Regions from separate parts of the Mus musculus genome. Here region 1 is linked to region 2. The links are chromatin contacts, called in public HiChIP or PLAC-seq maps. All regions are on one chromosome and are shown on one strand. The core of a region is the stretch at or near the end of the contact, and the rest is flanking DNA. Distances in the headings are between cores, read along the strand shown. Region 1 has its middle 6.3 kb from the start of Gm35578. Region 2 overlaps Ugcg (UDP-glucose ceramide glucosyltransferase).

The links. HiChIP or PLAC-seq counts read pairs in DNA pulled down with a chosen protein or histone mark.
Region 1: a BATF HiChIP or PLAC-seq map of CD8 T cells shows a contact between it and region 2, with 17 read pairs. The contact joins two enhancer-like sites. A contact is called at or near these places in 5 of 39 promoter capture datasets (the HPC-7 cell line, the SN4741 cell line, hematopoietic stem and progenitor cells and 2 more), 2 of 15 datasets of contacts at CTCF or cohesin (CD8 T cells and the NIH/3T3 cell line), 7 of 484 Hi-C or Micro-C datasets (the C2C12 cell line, CD4 T cells, CD8 T cells and 3 more), 7 of 115 datasets of contacts at active chromatin or transcription factors (CD8 T cells, the HPC-7 cell line, bone marrow-derived macrophages and 4 more) and 3 of 9 other capture datasets (adipose tissue, liver and pancreatic islet).

The regions. Positions count from the first base shown.
Region 1 is chr4:59,285,676-59,290,260 of GRCm38.p6, reverse strand. No RefSeq gene overlaps it. Among named protein-coding and RNA genes, the nearest start is that of Gm35578, 6.3 kb to the right of the region's middle. Within about 2 kb of position 3,105, at least 27 of the 459 cell types and tissues checked have an H3K27ac peak or open chromatin away from gene starts, as enhancers often do. A contact at or near this core is called in CD8 T cells and regulatory T cells, where this site is marked.
Region 2 is chr4:59,203,035-59,207,456 of GRCm38.p6, reverse strand. The region is part of intron 1 of Ugcg (UDP-glucose ceramide glucosyltransferase); the gene reads right to left. Among named protein-coding and RNA genes, the nearest start is that of Ugcg, 16 kb to the right of the region's middle. Within about 2 kb of position 2,561, at least 89 of the 459 cell types and tissues checked have an H3K27ac peak or open chromatin away from gene starts, as enhancers often do. A contact at or near this core is called in CD8 T cells and regulatory T cells, where this site is marked.

The DNA.
Region 1 (4,585 bases), core at 1,856-4,355, 82 kb before region 2:
CTGATATGTCTCTAAGTGAAACTAGGCACCTCTTATTAATGCCAAGATATTTTAGATTCCTATATGATCCTTATGTAATAAATGATAATAGGTGAAGGCTCTGAGTCCCTTCATTTATAAGTAGAATATGTAGAATATGACTCGAGGAATAACTAGCACCTACCAAAATGCTATTCTAGGCATGGAGCCCAGTATGGGTAAGCAACCTGTGCTACGGGTATTTAATTGTCACCTTATTGTCATCACCATCACCACACTCACCGCCACCATCACCATCACCATTACTATCACCACAATCACCACCATTACCATCACCACCATTACCACCATCACCACCATCACCACCATCACCACCACCATTACCATCACCACAATCATTACCACCACCATCATTACCACCATCAATCACTATCATTATCTTCCTCCTCCTCCTCCTCCTCCTCCTCCTCCTCCTCCTCCCCCTCATCCCTCTTTTAAAATAGGTTTACAGAGTTGTCATTATCCAAGGTCACATACCACAACCTAATAGGGTTGAGATTCTAATCTTGGTGCTCTAAAGTCTAAGCTCTGCTATTGTTCTTTTAGTGTGTATGTGTGCGTGTGTGTGTGTGTGTTTATGTGAGTGCCTATGATGTTTGTGTGCGTGTATTAATGTGTGTGAGTGTGTGTATGTATATGTGTGGTTTTATGTGTTTGAGTGCATGTGTGTGTGAGTGTGTGTACATGGCATGTGTGTGAGAATGTGTGTATGTGAACACGTTTATATGTATGTGTGTGACTGTGAATGTGTGTGAATGTATATGTTTATGATGTATTTGTATGTGTGTGTATGAATGTATGTGTGTTCTATATGTATGTTAGTGCATGTGAGTGTGTGTGTGTGTGCGCGCCTGTGCATGCACACACATAGTAATATCCTGTCTCTGTTAGAAGACTACTAAAAGACCAAGTCTCAGGAATGAAAATTAAACACTAACAAATGCCTTTGTTCTCTGATGTCAAGGTGACACTATAGTTGATTAGTTTTCAAATTTCATTATGGTTCATTTTGCTTCTTGGCAAATACATTTTGAGCATTGTAAACTTTGACTAGGTGTTTGTTCTAGGTGCTTGCATGTAAAAATAATCCGCACTGCCAGATATGGCGCTGCTTGGCTGTGACCCCAGCCCTGGGGGGAGAGAGGCAGGTGGATCTCTGAGTTGGGGGCCAGCCTGGTCTACAAATTGGGTGCAGGACAGCCAGGGCTTGTTACAGTCCTCATATTCAGCTTCATAGCATAAGTAGTATCTCTTTCATCTGCAACGATACTTCTATCTCTTTTTCTGCACAGTGAAAAAGTCACTCACTGTGTGCCAAACCTCTTCTGAACTTTCTGATTCTTGTTTGTGTTAGAGTCTACGACATCTTTTTTAGCAGTCTGCAAACCCCCAATTCAGGATGGGGGGTTCCCTTTAAATTGAACCCCAAGTTACCTACCTGCAGAAAGTAGACTCAGCCACATCAGGGATCTCAGGTGTCTGTCTTTACCTTGACCTTGACAAAGCTCACACGCCTCAGTCTCACACCCAGGCCTCACACTGCCAGTGGCTTCAGAAGCCCCAGAACCCTGGCGCGCAACTTTTCTCACACACTCGAATCACTGAGGATGCTTTAGAAATATAGATACTTGGGTCTGGGCATTGGCTCAGTGGATTTAGTCATTACTGAGCAAGTATGGGTCCCTGGCACCCACCTAAAATCCAGGCATGGCCATGCACAGCTGTAACCCCTGCTTCATCTGAAGAAAGAATGAGGATGTCTACTGGATAGCATCAGGATCAAATAATCAATATTCTTGCTATCTGCTGTTTCGATTGTCTCTTTCCCCTCCTCCTCCTCTTCCTTCTGTCTTCCTCCTCTTCCTCCTGTCTTCCTCCTCTTCCTCCTGTCTTCCTCCTCTTCCTCCTGTCTTCCTCCTCCTCCTTCTGCCTTCCTCTTCTTCCTTCTGTCTTCTTCCTCTTCCTCCTGTCTTCCTCCTCTTCCTCCTGTCTTCCTCCTCTTCCTCCTGTCTTCCTCCTCTTCCTCCTGTCTTCCTCCTGTCTTCCTCCTCTTCCTTCTGTCTTCCTCCTCTTCCTCCTGTCTTGCTCCTCTTCCTCCTGTCTTCCTCCTGTCTTCCTCCTCTTCCTTCTGTCTTCCTCCTCTTCCTCCTGTCTTCCTCCTGTCTTCCTCCTCTTCCTTCTGTCTTCCTCCTCTCCTTCTGTCTTCCTCCTCTTCCTTCTGTCTTCTTCCTCTTCCTCCTGTCTTCCTCCTCTTCCTCCTGTCTTCCTCCTCTTCCTTCTGTCTTCCTCTTCTTCCTTCTGTCTTCTTCCTCTTCCTCCTGTCTTCCTCCTCTTCCTTCTGTCTTCCTCCTCTTCCTCCTGTCTTCCTCCTCTTCCTCCTGTCTTCCTCCTGACTTCCTCCTGTCTTCCTCCTCTTCCTTCTGTCTTCCTCCTCTTCCTTCTGTCTTCCTCTTCTTCCTTCTGTCTTCTTCCTCTTCCTCCTGTCTTCCTCCTCTTCCTTCTGTCTTCCTCCTCTTCCTCCTGTCTTCCTCCTCTTCCTTCTGTCTCCTCTTCTTCCTCCTGTCTTCCTCCTCTTCCTTCTGTCTTCCTCCTCTTCCTCCCATCTTCCTCCACTTCCTTCTTCTACTTCGCCATTCATGAGAAGAACCAATGAACTTTTGAGATCCTTCCCACACAGCTCAACAAAATGACAGATCAGTTGGGGGGAGGGTCTCTTTCCCTAGAACTTTCTGCTCACAGTTTCTCTATGTGTTGGCCTTTAGTCAGACAGTCAGATATGTCCTAAGAAGTAACCCATCTATTACCACAGAGCAGAAATACAGTTTCCTCAGTCTGTTTCCTTTAAGGCCTTGGGCTATCTTTATATATGCAAAACATGGTCCTGAGAAAGCCCCTTATCTGCTCTCTCAAGCCCCCCACTTCCTTCTAGCCCCCCTCACTTCCTTCTCTGTGGTCCCCACCTTGCACTTCAGTTTCATGGGAATCCCCAACCTTATTCTAGGACAGATCGAAGTTACAGTGGCCAGGATCTTCAAAGGCAACTTGAACTTACCCAGGAGGCTGTGGTGGGCACCCTTGAACGAGACTGTGTCAGCTTCAGAAGGAGGTAGTGCTTGGTTTCCAACAGTGGGAGAGCCTGAGCTCTCTTCAGGTTAATTTCCCTCCAGCAACAGCCTGGACTAACTTAATCTCATGGGTTCTCTGAGTAGCTAAAGGTTTTCTGGAAAGAAGCAGGCTGTACATATTTCAGACTTCAAAGACCATGGAGGTCTATGCTGTAAGTCTTTACCTTTGTATGTTACCCTGAAGCAGCCACAGGTAAGACCTATGTGAACAGGTAAAGTCTCCATCACTCCTTTGTAGACTCTGAAATGCTTCACGTGATCGTCACAGGCCATTGGATAGGATTCTTCTAATCTGCTTTCCCAACCATTTAGTAATATAAAAATCACCTTAGTGGGGCTGGTGAGATGGCTCAGCGGGTAAGAGCACTGACTGCTCTTCCAGAGGTCCTGAGTCCAAATCCCAGCAACCACATGGTGGCTCACAACCACCCATAATGAGATCTGAAGACAGCTACGGTGTACTTACATATAATAAATAAATAAAATCTAAAAAAAAAAAAATCGCCTTAGCTTGTGAGCCACAGCAAACCCCCAGAGCTGGCACAGGTCCAGGAGCCAGAGTTCCTGGATGCTGGCACTGCACGTCACTAAGTGCTTTGGGCCCAGTCTTGTTTGCACTTTTAGTACTGCATGTGGGGACTGCAACAAATTATAACCAGTTCTCCCAGATGACGCTGGGATTCCTGTCTGGATCTTCGCTGCCTTTGGTCAGAAAGGCATGGAATTATTCTCCTTAATTTTATTTGTATGCCAGGATGGACTGACAAAGGCCTCCAATCAAAGCAGTGGGTAGGTAGAGGCAGGCGGGTTTGTGAGAGTGCTCTGTGAGTCTGAGGCCAGCCTCGTCTCTGTAGTGAGTTCCCGGTCAGTCGGTCTACGTAGGGAGACCTTGTCTCAAAAACCAGGAAAACAGAAACCTTATTTGTGATGTGACTATGTGCACTATGTGTGTCAAGTAGGACTGAGTTTTTCTCCTGGCAGCAGACTGTCCCAGTGGTGTCTGTTGGAGGGTGTTTTCCTTCCTGGAAAGTCTGTAAAGCCTTTCATTAAAGCCGTGGATTAAGTCACTAACCGTGTTACCCTCTGCGTCTGGGGTGGCTGTTATTTGCTGCTGATGGCTGGCTAATGAGCTCCACGTTGGCCTGGTTCCTTTGGTTCTGTAATACGTTCTAGCTGAGAGGAAAGCTAGCAAGAGCACACACTTACTTAGGAACTTGGAGTAGCGTTTAGCTTGGTCCCTCCCATGCCCAAGATGTCTCCACTCCTTATCAGGGGGTAAAATGAAAAATGATGAATATTCAAGTTCACTGCCAGGAGGTGAAACCAATGGAGACACAGTCCTAGTCAGGGTCCTGAAGTGGGTGTCAGTGGGCCGCAGATCTGCTGATAAAGGGCATGGTTTCAATGGCTGCCTCCCTTGT
Region 2 (4,422 bases), core at 1,312-3,811:
CAGGCATGCACATCCATGCCCAGTTTGTGGGACCAAACCCAGGGCTTCATACATGCTGGGCAAACCCTCTGCCAACTGTGCAATAATAACACCCCAGCACCAAGACGAGAATTTCCAAAGCTGACATCTTTCTGACAAGGAAACCTGACTGAAAACTAAGAAAAGACAAACCAAATGAGCTTCTGGTCTAGGAAACCCAGAAGGAAGGAAGGAAGGAAGGAAGGAAGGGAGGGAGGGAGGGAGGGAGGGAGGGAGGGAGGGAGGGAGGGAGGATAGATGGCAGGCAGGCAGGCAGGCAGGCTGGCTGTTCCAATGCTGGCCAGCACATGGATGCTCCCCGGATGTTTATCCTTCACTGCTGTGCTCCCAGGGCTTAGGAGCCACAGGGTCAGAGCAGGCACTCACAGGCAATGAAGGGCAGGTTTGGAGGGCCAGGGCGGGGGGGGGGGGGGGGGGGGGGGAATAGCTCTGCGGGTAAGATGCTATGCAAGCATGAGAACTTGAGTTCAGATCCCCTCATGTAAAAAGCTGGGTGTGGTGTGTGTAATCCCAATGGGATGTGAATACAGTAGCACCAGCAAACCAGTCTAGTCAAGCAGGGTGGGGGGACGAAAGCCTGTCTCAGTAAAATTGAAACCGATAGGATAAGAAACCCAAAGGTTTTTATATTGTATCTGGCCTCTGCAGATACCGGGACATTCTCTTTCTCACACACATAGTCACATACACCCACCTCCCCACCCCCACACACAAAACAAATGACAATATTGGCCTACACATGATTACCCTGCTTCTCAAACTGCCAAGAAGTAACCAAACAGCTATAAAAGTAGGTAAAACCTTTATATGCACTGTATGTGCCAGAAGAATATGGGAGTGTAATGAGCGCACTTTGAGAACAGGACAGATGAAATGTCTACTGGCAATAAGCTCGGGCTGGCAGAGTAGAAAGAAAACAAAACAAAACAAAACAAAAAACAAAACAAAACAAAAAAAACCCTCAGATTAAAAAAAAGGGGGGGGGTCTTAATGACACCAGAAGATATACCAGCACCACTGAGCAGATGGCTCAGGTTCACTACCCTGGTCCATGCCTAAGGTATCACAGCTCCTAAAGAGGGATACCCAGTCAGTTGGAGAAGAGAGAACATGCTGGAGTTTCTCCCTCCCTACTTCTACAAAAACAGAGCCAGTAGGTCCCATCTCATCAGCCAGGCTCCAGGCATCAGCAGTAATCAGATGCAGGGGCACTCCCGGATCTGCCTGGGAGGAGTCCTGGGATCCAGGTGTCTCCATGCTTTGACATCTCTGGAATCAGTGGCATCTTACAAGTGCTCCAGCCAGCCAGAAGTCCTGCCAAGAGTGGGGAAGCCCACTGAGATCTTCCTCTAGAAGAGCAAAAGCCCATTAGTGGCAGCACATCTGCACTTCAAAGAATGGTACTACAGATGCTGCAAGTGTGTCAAGCACACATTTGGAAGCACACCAGTAAGGGAAACACATGCAGACAGACAGTCAGCTTAGGCTGGCTCCCTGAGGCAGGAAGACAGAGTGCTCCTCAGCAAACACCTGCTTCACTTAGGGCCACAGAAACATCGTTGTTGTAAAAGAAACTATGTTACTGACAAGAGAAAAAACAGAAACCAACAAGGTTGAAGAGTTAACTTCTGATCTACAGCAGCAAACAAAAGCTAGATGACTGACCACTAGCCAAGTATAGACTGACTGGCCAGGTGCTTTACTGCTTTGCAATGAGAAGAAATAGAAGAAAAAAAGAGAAGAAATAGAAGAAAGTCTTTCAGAAAACTTAAAACGTAGCGCTTTGACATAACCACGACACCCAAGCGTGTGACCAGCAATTTATTTTTCATTGTAGTACGTCAGAGTGCCACGCCATGGCAGATTGTAACAATGTAAATTTTTACGTGTCACTGACAGTTTGGAGAATATAGATCTACAGGGTCCATCCACGGTGTTAAACACAACCAAAAGCAGACTCTAACACTAATGACCACAGACACACAAAAATGTTTCCCCCATTGCTAACAAAATAGCAGACTAGATGGATGCCTGCAGACAGTCATCTAGTAAAGGGCACCTGGACTGCGGGCATAAAACAAAGTTCACATGGCAGTTTAGCTGCCATGGTTCAAATCACGGAAAATAATGAGTGCCACATATATAGATCCCTGTTACTCCTGCAGTGACTTCAGGCTGGAGCCCAAGCTTGCCTTAGCCCTCCTATTACTATACTATAGCTTGTCAGTCTGGAAAAAGCCTGCTTTAAGAAAGAAATCTGGTTTGACACCCTTGTGTCTGGAATTCTTGAAAGACAAAGCAGAAAACTCTGAGCCCTGAGAGGAAGTTGGAGACACTACTTATCTTAGATTTAGTTACACCGAACATAAGACTATGAAGACAAAAGTTTTCCTAGAAAACATCTTTGCGGTCTTGGGCCTGGAGAAGGAATATGACACTGTCAAGACAACCAGGACTACATAAAACAAAGCACGGCTCCTGTGTCTGTAGTTCTCAACCTGTGGTGATGTGGAACAACCCTCTCACAGGGTCACCTCAGACCATCAGAAAACACAGATGTTTACACTATGACTCATGACAGCAAAACCACAGCTATGAAGTAGCAACAAAATGATGTTATTGGGGTGGGGTGTGTGTGTGTGTGTCACCAAACATGAGGATCTGTATTAAAGGGTCGCAGCATTAGGAAGGCTGAGAACCATTGCTCTACATGCCATTCACACGAGACAAAAGACTGCACACAGTAGTGGAAGATAAAATCCCAAAATGCATCAGAGAGAATAAAGTGCCCCCAAACCCACCCAGAAATCATGAAGAGAATATGACGAAGATAACAGGATGAGAAGGTCTAAGGCTAGCAACTTATTGACCCGTTTTCACTCATCAAAAGGATCTATTTCTATCTGGATACAGTGTACTTTGGCGACAGTCACTGCTCCCATTATTCATTCTCTCTCTCTCTCTCTCTCTCTCTCTCTCTCTCTCTGTCTCTCTCTCTCTTCCCCCCCTTTCTGTCCCTACCTGCTGCTAGAGCCCCCACCCCACCCCCTTTCTGTTTTCATGCCTTATTACTGTTAGGTCTCAGAAAGTCAGGATGTCCAGAAATGAGCTCAGGCTGGACTATAGAAGGATTTCTGGTGGTTAGATAAAAGCCAGCATTCCTCATCCCCAAAATGGGCTTCCCATCCCCAAAAGGTCATTTCCTTTGCCTCTGGAGAGGGGGTGTGCACCAGTGATTGCATTTCAAAGCCCATGCTGGCCTCCAGGTTTCCTCAGTCTCTGCTCACAAGTACTTGTTACACTTCTCAAAGGCTAGTCCTTCTCAGCTCAGGCTCCCCTCCCTCTCTCCAGATTCCCGTTTGGTCTCTATAATGGCACAGACCCTAACTGCCTCCAACCACTACTCTCTGTGCTCCCGGTTCTCTTGCTTCTGGCCATGTCCAGTCTGCTTTCTTTCTGTCTGCTCCCGATATTCTCTTATTCACAATAAAAACCTTCCCCCTAATAATGGGGTGATCATCTGGGCAGTGATCAATGCACCCCCACATACATTTATCATTATCATCATCATCATCTGATTCTGCATATGCAAGAAAAAAATGGTATTTGTCTGAGTCTGGTTAATTTCTTTTAACCCGATGATCTCCAGTTCCACCCACTTTCCTGCAAATGTTGCAATTCTGTTGTTCTCTAAGGCTGAATAAAATGTATACCATATTTTCTTTATCCATTTATCTGCTGATGGATAACTCATTAGGCTTTGTAGCTTGACTCTTGCAAATATACCTCAATAAATATGAGTTTGTAGGTATATTTATTTACTATATGCTGACCTGGATGCCTGCTGGTATCTACCCAAAAGCGACATGAATCATCTGGTAGTTATTTTAGTTTGAAGAATCCCTACACTGATAAAATCTGGTGATTCATTCCTATTGGTCCATTTCATGCTAAGACATTGTCTTAAATCTCTCATGTGAATGTGCTGAACAATCAATTTATATACAAACTCAGTCCCCTAATAATTCACTGTATCTGGAAGGCTGTAATTAAGTCAGCAGCAGCAGCAGGGACCTTCTGAACTAAAACAGTCTTGCAACTTTTAGATTTGGGCATAAGCTTAGAGTAATAAGCTCTACTTCCTTTCCCCTCTTTTTATAAAGATATCTTGCTTTAAGAATATACACCTCAGCCAGGTGTGGTGGCACACGCCTTTAATCCCAGCACTCGGGAGGCAGGGGCAGGTGGATTTCTGAGACCAGCCTGGTCTACAAAGTGAGTTCCAGGACAGCTAGGGCTACACAGAGAAACCCTGTCTTGAAAATTAAAAAAAAAAAAAAAAAAAAAAAAGACTATACACCTCCTTTTTTTCTCGGGATATTT